Regions from separate parts of the Sus scrofa genome. Here region 1 is linked to region 2. The links are chromatin contacts, called in public promoter capture Hi-C maps. All regions are on one chromosome and are shown on one strand. Each heading gives the region's core, a stretch centred on a gene start, on an enhancer-like site or on the middle of the called end of the contact. The rest is flanking DNA. Distances are from core to core; before and after follow the strand shown. Region 1 overlaps LPIN2 (lipin 2). Region 2 holds the start of LOC733637 (myosin regulatory light chain 2 protein).

Region 1 (6,025 bases), core at 3,032-5,531, 290 kb after region 2:
AGTGGAAATACTGAATAACCTCAACTTAGTTCTGCCCCTCACTAATATAAGGGCAGTTTATTCTACTTTTTTGTACACTTCTTTTTTGAGCTTTATCTAGCCTCCTGAGAATTTTCACTTGGTTTATTTCTTTGTTCTATTTTGCAGTCGGATGAATTCAGAAAAGCCTTGTTTTAAAAATGATACAACTTTGGACTAAAGTAATTTTCTACAGGATGTGTATATAGTACCACATGGTCTTTTCTGGGAAGTTAGGATCAAAAGGTTTCTGAACATCATGTTTTTCTTAATTACTCTGTCATTTTCATCATGGAAATACAAATAAGTGCTTATAATTCTTTTGCCCCCTTTAATTTAAATAAGAAAGGCTATCATTGAAAAGTTTGCATTATTGTGAATGAGGGTGGTGATTTTTTTTGTGCCGTATTTACTGTATTCAGTTAATTCCTCAATAATGGCATTAGGCCATTTTTAATGTCATTCGTGACGTGATTCTCAGCACCACCTAAGTGAATCCATGTCCCAGGGCAGGTCGGCCTGCCCCTTTTTCAAGCTAGTTCAGGCTCCCCAAGGGCTGTGCAGTTAGGAAGCCTGGCCGCAAGGAGCCATATTAAGGTGAGTCCTTTCTCCCGCAGTGAGTCGGAGCCTGGCTCCCGGCAGTGGCCCGAGTCTGACACCTTCTCCGGCTCCCAGTCCCCACAGTCGGTGGGCAGTGCAGCTGCTGATAGCGGCACCGAGTGCCTGTCGGATTCCGCCATGGACCTGCCCGACGTCACCCTCTCGCTCTGTGGGGGCCTCAGCGAGAACGGGGAGATTTCTAAAGGTACGCCCCCCTGCCTGTGGCCCTGGGGGTCCTTGCATGTAACAGGTGCCTCCCTTTGGTGGCAGGCCCTTCGCCCCTCATTGGAGGCACCTGGTGTCGAGGATACCACAGATCAGAGGGTGGGAGAGGGTGTGTGGCTGGAGGCTCGGGTGGCCTGCCCGTCCGTACAGTTGTTGAGATGGTTGTGGGATGGTGCCTGGCTGCTCTGAGCCTCAGACACGTGAGGAGGGCCCGAGGGGCCAGTACCGATGGTCTACTGAGTAAATGGCCTTTCTGGCAAAATGGAGAAGGGGTTGCTTGCTGTCTCAACCCTGAAAGCTGGCCCAGGACAGTGAGCTACTTGAGAGAAAGGGAGGCCCTGAGCAGGTTCAGATGTCTGTCTGCCTGTACATCTGTCCCATCCTTACACCTTGGTATTATGTTCTTTGTAAACTGAACTCTTAACGTTTTTTCAGTTTGGCTGGTGGCACTTCATTGATTTCCTCTAAGGAAAGCTTTTCTTTCTGTGATCAGCATCATCATCTGCATGCTGCAGCCTGGGTGCCCTGAGCCTCACAGCTGGGCTTCTCTGAATCTCCTCCTCCTCAGGGTCACAGGGTGGTCACTGTTCCCCTTTCTTCTCCACCTATTAATTCTGTTTGCTTGTTTTATTTTTTGCAAGAAATTAAAAATGTGTTATGGCCAGTGGTTCCTTCTTGGGACAAAATTAAATAGGTCACATTTTTATCATAATGTTCATAAGCACTTACTTTAAAAAATATAGGTGGAGGAGGGAAAATTTAAGAAAACCTGATAACTTAGGTAGAGTTTGATATTTGTGAAGGTAGAAATGACAGGTAAAAGTAAATAACATACAGATTACCAAAAGGAACAATTCCAGTGAGAAATTTCTCTGTTAGCCTGCATCAGAGTACAGGGTTAGCGGCAGGGTTCAAAAATTCATGCAAAATCCCCATTCATTTTGAAAAAACTTGGAATTTATTTCTGGAGAGATCTAAGCCAAGTCTGGAGTGTGGTTGGTTTTTTTTCTCCAAGCATTGTAAGTGTTTTGATTGTTTTTTTCTAACATAGCTTCTTACACTTGCACACTTAAAGCTGTAAGACCCGCATGAATATTCCCCATTTAGGCAGAATATCTCCTCTTATAAGAGTGAAACTCGCAGAGTTCCCTTCATGGCTCAGCGGTTAACAAACCTGACTAGCATCCATGTGGATGTGGGTTTGATCCCTGGCCTCACTCAGTGGGTTAAGGATCTGGTGTTGCCATGAGCTGTGGTCTAGGTTGTAGACGAGGCTTGGATCATGAGTTGCTGTGGCTGTCACGTAGGCCTGTAAGCTGTAGCTCCAATTCGACCCCTCGCTTGGGAACTTCCATATGCTGAGGGTACAGCCCTTAGAAGCCAAAAAAAAAAAAGGAGGGGCGGGGGGGGGGCAACTCGAAGGTTTTGTTGATCATGGAGTTGAGTGTGTGCGGCCACATCTGTAATCTACTTTCCTAAAAGTCCCTGGCTTATCCCTTCCTCCTGGTTTTTTGTTGTTTTCTGGTTGGTTGGTTAGTTGGTTGGTTAGTTTTTGGTTTTTAGTTTTTTCCACCTAGGGTAGGAGTGGTGGAAGAGGTAGAAGAGAAGTGTTTTCTTGTCCTGGAGAGAAAAAACAAACAAGTACCTGATGTTTTGCTTTTGATGCACATAGCAAAGTTAGTTGTTGGTTTTTTGTTTTAAGAACTTTTTTTTAATCTTACTGTTAGTCCTTTAGTGTGGAAAGTATTGTGATAGTCTCAGACGTGTTTGGGTGATCTCTAACCAAGTGGATAATTATTATCTTATATTGCAGAAAAATTCATGGAGCATATCATCACTTACCATGAATTTGCAGAAAACCCTGGACTTATAGACAATCCCAATCTTGTCATACGGATATATAACCGGTAAACACTCTTGCTTTTATAATTGTTTAATACTCTTGCGGGTAAACAGCAATACTTCCAATTGCTGTTTTTAACTGTTGCAGTCTTTCTCACTGTAAAATATGCCATTTCATACAAATGAGCTAACAGGCAGTGACCTTAAGGTGACTGAAGGTGAAGCCTCAGCTTTATTTTCAAATGAGGTGTTAGAATGCTTTTTCTTAGAGGTTTTACTACATCTGCTCAGAAGTTTGGCTTGAAGCAAAGATTCCTTATGTGGCAAGAAATTTAGCCGATCAGCCCTTCATTGAGAAGAATGGGGAATTGTATATGGTGTTTTTAATCTTCCCTCTTCCGCCCTCTCCTTGCTCTGTGTAATGGTCTTGCACGATTTTTATCTCACAGTTACTATAACTGGGCGTTGGCTGCTCCCATGATCCTCAGCTTGCAGGTCTTTCAGAAGAGCTTACCTAAGGTGAGACCTTCCTCCAAGCATTGCCTCCTCAGAGATAGTATCCATAGCTTGTTGGGGCGCTTAGAAAAATCCACATGTGCTTATTTCTAAACTGGGTACTGTTCGGAGTTTTATTTATATTTTAAAATTAATATCATCACTCAGATTATCTCATGACTCCAAATCTATGAAATTAGCTGGGCTGCCATTTCTTTGTAGTTTTTACTTAGATATTTTACCAGTTTCTGATTGTTGAAAAGGTTGAAAGATTTTACTAATTTTTAATTAAGTATAGAATGAATGAAAACACCTCCTCTGTTAACATAGAAAGAGAGTGATGCAGCCCCAGAGGCATGAGTGTGATTAGTTCAGGCTGTGGCCAAGAGGCCTGTTACATGGAACCTCAAGGTTTGCTGGAGTCTTGTCCACCAGGGACACATCCTCAACCTAGTGGGGCCTCATAACTCGTTCCCGAGGGTGGAGAAGTGAGCAGCCCACCTGCCAGCCTCTCCGGGCTACTGCTCCACAGCCAGACTGCTGGTCTCATGCCATAGAGCTGCCACCAAAGAGGCCACTGTCCGTCTGTCCGGAGTTCAGGAGGTGTGGAGAGCATTGCCTCTGTTCAGTGTTAGGGCACCATCCTCTGGCTTAGTGGCAGAACGTAGTCCAGTGCTTTGTGACAGACAGGTGGCTAGACTAACCCATGTTGATTGTTTCCAGGCCACAGTGGAGTCCTGGGTCAAAGATAAGATGCCAAAGAAATCTGGTCGCTGGTGGTTTTGGCGTAAGAGAGAGAGCATTACCAAACAGGTAACCGACCCGAGGTAATCCTGTCCACGGGCTGAAAAGACGCGAATCTTTCATTTATTCAAAAAACCTTTTTGCCAAGCACAAGAACGTCAATTTGGGCTATATAACACACTCTTAGAATAATAAATGTCACCACTTATGGACAGTTAACCTATGCAGGTGTGCTGCTAGGTGCTTTAGATGCATGACCTTTCACCTACACTACAGCCTGACAGTGTGGGTGTGTGCATTCCTGTTTTACAGGTAAGGAAACTGGAATGTGAGGAGGTGACGTACCTTGACTAGGCACTTAACTGGTGAGGGATGGAGCTGGACTTTGACCTTCAGTCCAGTCCAGAGCCTGTGCCCTTTCCCCTGCACTGCTGTCCCTTCCACATAGAAGGCAGGGCTGGCCCTCTCCCTCTCACGAGGAGGAGGGCTCCTCGTCGCTGTTGCAGAGCCACAGGGTCTGCGCCAGTTGTATGATACCGTGTGACTTGAGCTGCTGCAGCTTCTTAACAGATCTTACCTCTGACTCTGTGGTGGTAGCTTTTTATGCCAACAGCATATGACTCCTCTCTCAGGTTTCTGGCCTTTGGCTCAAACTAGAGAAAGTCTGTTTCTTATGGGCTTTTAAGTTGTGCATTCAGAGGCAGTTTTGCTCATTCCTGGAGCGAGCTCCTGGTGAATTTCTGCTTGTCACCTAGGAGGGGGAATATTGCATGTTGTCATTATCGTTTTGCTGTCCTAGCTGCCAGAAGCCAAGGAAGGGAAATCTGAGGTGCCGCCACCCAGCGACCTGCCATCGAGCGTGAAGGAGCCGGCCAGCGGCAGGTGAGGGCGCCCAGTCCCCCAGCTCTCAGCAGTTGGCCACCCGTGCTTTGGCATTGCAGTCAAGTTGATTCTGACAGTTTTGCTTAATTCTTAGTCAGAAGTGCCTCCTTCCTATGGACGTATATGACAATCAGTGGCTTCATTGTGCTGCTCAGTTAGCAGATAATAACTTGTGCTTTTCTTTAAAAATACCATCAGCTTAGAGTAAATACATTCATGCCCTCTTCTTGCACACCTTGCTCCCATCCTGGAGCCCTGGAATGGGGCGGGCGCCCATGAGAAGGAGGCCTTGGGAAGGGACAGACATCTAGGGGAACCAGAGATGCACCATCGCATGCCCCTGCCGGCTGTGAGTCGCAGTGGTAGGTGTGACAGAATCTCTGATCAGTGTGGGTCTCTCCCACTCCCTGGAAGGCACAGAGCCACATGGGGGCCCCGGGGAGGTGCTGCCACATACCCCGTTCTTGTTTCTGCCCCCTGAGTTCCTTCCCAGTCATGTTCTTTTTTTCCCTTCCCATTCCCTCAGTCTTAGATTCATCTTCTTGCTCTTTGCCCTCTTCTTTTAAAATCGTCCTTGTTCATTTCTTAATCAGTGTGAACATTCATATTTTCTATAATTTATACGTTTTGGAACGTACATCCTTTTCAGCAAGAGCCAGCAGACTAGTAGCTGTCACGGGGTGTATGCAACGGGCCAGGCATGGAGGGAGGAGGGACCTGCAGGTGTGGAGACGGGCCTTGGTTGCAGCTCTTCCTAGAGTGGATTTCGGATCTCCTTCTTGATCCCAAATGAAAAGCTGTCGTCCGTAAAATGTCCCTCTGCCTCTTCATTAACTGGGTTGTTGAACAGGCCGGCCGAGGACGACTCGTCCAGTGATGAGGGGTCACAGGAGCTCGAAGAGTCCATCAAGGTGGACCCTGTCACTGAGGAGCCCCCGAGCCACAGCAGCACGACCTCCTACAAGAAGTCTCTTCGTCTTTCCTCAGACCAGATCGTGAGTTGTGTGTGAGCGTGTGGGTCCGGTTGAGGTAACTCAGGAACTATTTAACTCAACCTGCTTCCTTTTCTGTCCACTGGACCCCAGGCCTTACACACATTGCATGGTGTGTGGCCGTGGCCTTGCTCACACACATATGAGAGAACAGCATCCCACTCCCAGGACCACCAACATGACCTGGGGAACCGGGGCTTCCTGCACCTTCACACCAGGCCTCCCAC
Region 2 (5,692 bases), core at 1,593-4,092:
TTTTTTGGTCAGCACCAACAAGGGTCTCACAGAATTTTTCTTTAGCTCATTCAATACTGAATCATCAGTCTTTAATACGATCAGTAGAATTACACTCATATGCATCAAATGTTATGAGTATTGATTATTACTTAAGAATTAAGAAATGTAAGATAAGTGTCCTATCTTCAAGAAGCTTAAAATATACTTAGGGAGGTAACTGTAAAGAAATAAGATGATTGGTTCGATTCATGAGATGCATCACACAGCTTTCATTCCAGAAGTATTACTCTCAAGTTAACAGTATGTATAACAAAAATAAATAACACAATGGTAGTACATAATTATCAAATACTGTGAGTTCAGAAAAGGTCTTTATTTCTAAAAGATTTGGTGGGTGAGGAGACCCTGAAAACCCCTAAAAGCTACAAGATTTCTTTAGAATTACAAGATTTAAATGTTAGTCTTAATTCTAACAAATTAAGGTAGGTAATTCTACCAAAAACTGGTAGTGTGATGTTGGGCAAGTCACTACATGGGCCCTGACTTTTTCAAGGAGGGTGGACACTGATCTATGAATTTATCTCCTGCCAGAAACCTGACAGGGAGTTCACTTCAGAAGTCAATCATTCAAAAATATGGGCAGGGTGGATATTTTTCCACCAAACTGAAAGCATGGGTGGAATAAACACTGGTGGAGAGGGAGCCAAATGAGGAGCAGTGCTGTCTATGATCCCAAGGAGCAGATCACTTACAACAGATACTGTCACTGTTCTCCTAATTATGATTCTAGTATGCTGTCCATTTTTACATTCCCCATACAAGTCAGACTGAAACTCTCTTCATGTAACAAGCCTTTAGCAAATTCACAACTCTCATAAGTTAGGGTAAAATAAAGTTGAAGATATTTCACACATCAATTTAAGCAGGACGGGAGGATTTGCCATAAAGGCACTTGGGACTTCCAAGTTACAAGGATCCTCACTCATCCTAAATTGGAGACTGGAGTATTTCTTAAGCATTTAATGAAAGAACAATGAAAGAACTTTGGGATGAAGGGCTATATATTGTATGAAACTTGCAGCTTCTATGAAATACATAAGGATTTCAGATGCCGGAGAAAGTGAATGAAACACAATCTCATGGTCAAGGAGGTTCAGTTTACAGATGTGATGGAATATAATCTTGCCTTAATCAGGGAAGGGGCGTGTTGCTGGTAATGAATTTCTGGATTTTTCTTTTTTTTTTTAGTTTGATCAAATACCAAGATAATCATTCAGGCTTATGACAAAAAGGAGGTATACAAACTAGGGTGTTAAGACTAGATTTAAGGGATGGAGAAATGGAAAATAAAGATCCTCACACCAAGGGCAACCAGAAGATTTTTTTCAGAATTTCTAGATACTCTGGTTTCATTTGTAAAATGGGATTAATCCCATTACAAATTAATCAACATTACACTATATTACTCTAGTTAGAATCCTAGATTCCAGCATTTATAGTGGTAATAAGTGTAAACTGAGCTGAAGACTTTTTCTACTACAGAACACTCAAATTGACCAGTATTCTGGAAACATGTTCTTTAAGGAAAAACTCTCATTTCAGAAAACACCTCCTAGTACGACAGCACAGTGTCTGCTTTCCGAGTCCAGACCAAATCTACTGATTTGTCTCATTTAAACAATAAACCTTTTTCCAAGCTAAATAGATATATAACTTTTTGGTGCCAACCACAGTTTTTTAAAAGTACATTTTCAGGGTGGTGCTTCCGTTCCAACTAAACCAAGTTTTCAATTCCTTTGCAAACTTCCGGTTAAAGGTAGGAACAGTTCCCTTAGACTGCCACACCCAAAAAGTTCTCAGCACTTGACAAAGGCAATTCTTTGTCGGGGTTCACTGAGAGTAAAGCCTCACTTTTGAAAATAAAAAGCTCTCTGGTCAAGTTTTATCGAATGCCTTCCAGAACATGAAACAAACAGCAATAATTTTAAGAAATACTCACTTTCTTCACCTTTAGATATAAAACTTTGTGCGCTGAAGTTAAAATCTCACCTGAACGCTTATTTCTACTCCAAGTTCTGTAAAGAACTGACATACTCTTTGATAAACCAATTCAACTACTATAAAAAGAAACACTTTGGGAAACTGATATAACCCCAAGTCTCCACCCAAAAGGAATGTGGTGGTGTATTATGGAATTTTTCTGAAGCCGCAAATTAAACACCAAACCTCCCTTTGCCCAAATATCACTTAAAACAAAGTTCTAATTACAGAATGGACACTGAGCTGAGGAAGATGCTAATTTGAGGTGGTTATTCCAACTAAACGTAGCCACACAGCTGCAACAACAGCTGCAGCGGGGAGGTGCGCCGGAGTGGTGGTGGGGGAGGCAATGGGCTACAGTTTTTGCGCAAACTCTTGAATCCGGCAAGTTTACGTTAGAAACTAAACTTAGTCCCAGAGTCAGATCCGCGGGGCTCGGGTTTCCCAGGCCGGCTGTCGCCCAAGCTCGCGGCGCCAGCAGGCTAAGCCACATTTCCTGACCTCCAAGTCTGGCAAAATTGGCATCTGGGCCGTTTCCGGCCCCCGGCTTTTGATACTGGAGCTGGCCCTTGGGCTCGAAACCCACGAAGCGGCTGGTACATCTGCCCAGGTGCGCTCCCGGTACCACGGAAGCACCGCTGCTCATCAGCCGCCCCACGGGTATGCGGCCAGAATGAGCCCCAAGCACCACTCACCCTGCTCAGCCGCAAGAATCCGATTGCTTCGGGTACCCCCTCGCTGCCTCGGCTGCCGCTACTAACTCGCTTCCAATACCAGAGCCGCTACAATCCAACACTTCCGGCCTCCGCCTAGCGAACCGGAAGGAAGTCGAGTCACCATTCTGGGCTAACACTGTGAGCCTGGGTTAACGGAAGGGCGACGGGGCAGGGGTGTTGCCAGTATGCTCCAAGGGCGTAATTTTGACCGACTGCATTGCAAGAAAGTATCAATTGGGCAGCCTAGCACATAGAAAAACGTTAAATGGTTCATTGGGACTAATGACTAAGTTTTAGTCTTTTTTATACCCCCTTTTACAAAGTAAGCTTTTCTTTCCCCCCTTTTCTGTTGGCAAATGGGTGAGTCTCTCCTGTGGGTTTGCCCCTCCGCACATTCCAAAGCCCGGCTAGGGGCGGGGCTCGGCAGCCGAAGTCCTTGTAGGGAAATCGCGGAGATATTTCGCGGCTCACGTGAGTGGCCTTCGCCCCGCCTCCGAGTGCCCGGCCCCTGGCGCCGAGCAGTCCTGCGCCTGCGCCTGGGGCTCGCCTCAGGTTGACCTGGGAGTTTTTGGTTCTCCTGAGGGTCCAGCACGGCTAGCGTACCTCAAGATGAGGCCTTTAGGCGAGAGATTTGATTTCTGTGTACCATGTTATTTTATAAAGGGTCGCGCCCCTCCGTCAGGAGCAAACATTGTGAAGTCCCGGGGGCCCCCAGCGAAGCGGCCACTATCTCTGCCCCAGAAGGATCTCCTCAGGCCAAGGCAGGCGGAAGACTTATTCCCTCTTCAGAAAGTTTGGGGTTCTGTTTCCCACCGGAGCTTCTTGAGTCCCCGACAACAGGGAGAACCTGTCTCCATCGGGCTCTGAGGGAAGACCCGCGACCCACAGCGTGGAGCTTCCTAACCACGCCCATGCCTCTCAGGGTGCCTGGTGAAAAGAGTAAGAAGTCTGGCCTATAGTTTCTCAGTTCTCCTTTCCCAACACAGCTTCAGACACTGCGTCGCCCAATTCTGCCCTCCTCTGTCCAGTCTGGCAAGTGCGGCGACGAAGGAGTGGGCTGGAGCCCATGACACTCCAGGTCACCCCAAAGCCGGGCTTGGGAGCCTGGTCTGGCTCACCAGGCCAGAGCAGTTCTGAGGCTTGGGGTCCCCTCGAAAGCCGCTCTCACCCTGCTGACAAGAAAGGTAAAAGCTGCAGAGTAATGCACTCGGGATGTGATTAAGCTACACCTTCAAAGACCTCAGGAGCATTTCCTCTGTTTTGTTTTGTTTTTGTCTTTTTAGGTCCGCACCTGCAGCAGATGGAAGTTCCCAGGCTAGGAGTCAAATTGAAGCTGCAGCTCTTGGCCTACACCACAGCCACAGCCACACCAGATCCGAGATGCGTCTGCCATCCGAGCTACACCACAACTCATGGCAAGGCAGGGCCCTTAACCCACTGAATGGGGGCCAGGATGAACCTGCATCCTCATGAGTACTAGCTGGGTTCTAAACCGCTGAACCTTGGGAACACCAGTCTCTTAACCAATAATATATTCCAAAGTTCACTTAGAGGCCAAGTCACTGAAAAATAAGTAGCTCTCCTAATTCTCCAGAATAATTGAAACAAAGATGATTAGTTTACTAAACAGCTTTAATAGTGAGAATCCTTTGGAAGGGGGTGGCTACTATCTAAAAATACAAAATATTGGGTACTCCCATCTCGAACCTGCTGAATCAGAATCTTCTAGAGCAGGAGTTCCCGTCATGGCTCAGTGGTTATGAATCTGACTAGGAACCATGAGGTTGAGGGTTTGATCTCTGCCCTCGCTCAGTGGGTTAAGGATTTGGTGTTGCTGTGTCTGTGGCCAGCAGCTATAGCTCTGATTGGACCCCTAGCCTGGGAACCTCCGTATACCGCGAGTGTGGCCCTAAAAAGACAAAAATTAAAAAAAAAAAAAAAATCTAGGGCAGCTTCTGGGTAGCTGTCAATTTAACAGGGGTCCTAAGCGACTCTTATCACCAAAGGTGGGAACTCAGAGCTAGATGGCTTAGAGTCTAAGATGGGGCAGTGACACATTCCAGATGCCCAGGTCAGGGACTGCAGATGATGGGTCTTGGGGCCTGGCTTGGCATCCTGCACCCTGCAGTGCTCACACACCTCCACGGAGCGGTGGCCTGTCACCAGGGGGCGCTGGGGCTTGCACTTTTGTCCTTCATAAAGAAAACTGTCCCATATGGTGAAAGGGGCAGCTAAGTTTTCTCCTCATTGCGTCTGTCTGCCACTCAGTTGACAGGTATTAAGCAGCAGCTACACTGCCAAGCACTGTGGTGAGTGCTGTGCTTTTTATGGCTTTTGAAATAGAAAATAGTTGCTACCTCTGGGATGACAGGGGAGGGTGTAGAAAGGGTGCCAAAGGCACAGGGAGTGTCAGGGAACAAACGTGAAACAGATCATTACAGCAGAATTAGATAAGGTTTACAGAAGGAACATAGAGGAGGAAATCAGCCTCTCTGGGGACTTGTAGAAAATCCCACGGAGGACTATTGAGAGCTGATTCTGGAAGTCAGTGGGGAGGAGAGGAGAGGAAGATTCCAGCTAATGAGAGCAACTTGCCTGATTGGAAGTGATGGGGGGGCGGGGGCTGGCTGATTGAAGACTAGCAGGAATTGTGTGGTCCATGTTCATTCATTCGTTTATTTATTCCCCAATTAACTGTGGGTAGCAAAGTTTAGCAGTGAGGAAAAATAAAATCTTGATAAAATGGTATTCAAATTTCCAAATTATGTTTTGATATTCAATTTTAATGATTGGACCCACCACCAAAGACCTCTCACTCTGGTATCTCTGCCCTTTTGGACTTTACAGGAGATCTTTGCCCCGAGGTGACAATCTCCTTTTCATCTTCTCATTAAAAGTTTAGAGACTGAATAACCCTGAAGGCAAGTCACTCAACCGGTCTGAGGCTCAATTTT

The links. Promoter capture Hi-C pulls out the DNA fragments that hold promoters and counts their contacts.
Region 1: a promoter capture Hi-C map of liver shows a contact between it and region 2, with 8 times the contacts expected there. The contact joins the enhancer-like site here to the promoter of LOC733637 in region 2. A contact is called at or near these places in 3 of 5 promoter capture datasets (fetal liver, fetal skeletal muscle and liver), 18 of 47 Hi-C or Micro-C datasets (alveolar macrophages, brain, embryonic fibroblasts and 10 more) and 2 of 2 datasets of contacts at active chromatin or transcription factors (alveolar macrophages and skeletal muscle).

What each region holds. Positions count from the first base shown.
Region 1 is chr6:103,714,655-103,720,679 of Sscrofa11.1, forward strand. It overlaps LPIN2 (lipin 2), which reads left to right. Exons shown (of 19, transcript NM_001141987.1): 8 at 636-823; 9 at 2,657-2,750; 10 at 3,135-3,204; 11 at 3,904-3,993; 12 at 4,724-4,806; 13 at 5,657-5,801. Among named protein-coding and RNA genes, the nearest start is that of LPIN2, 30 kb to the left of the region's middle. Within about 2 kb of position 4,282, at least 11 of the 83 cell types and tissues checked have an H3K27ac peak or open chromatin away from gene starts, as enhancers often do. A contact at or near this core is called in liver, where this site is marked.
Region 2 is chr6:103,421,948-103,427,639 of Sscrofa11.1, forward strand. It overlaps LOC733637 (myosin regulatory light chain 2 protein), which reads right to left and starts at 2,843. Exons shown (of 4, transcript NM_001244251.2): 1 at 2,718-2,843.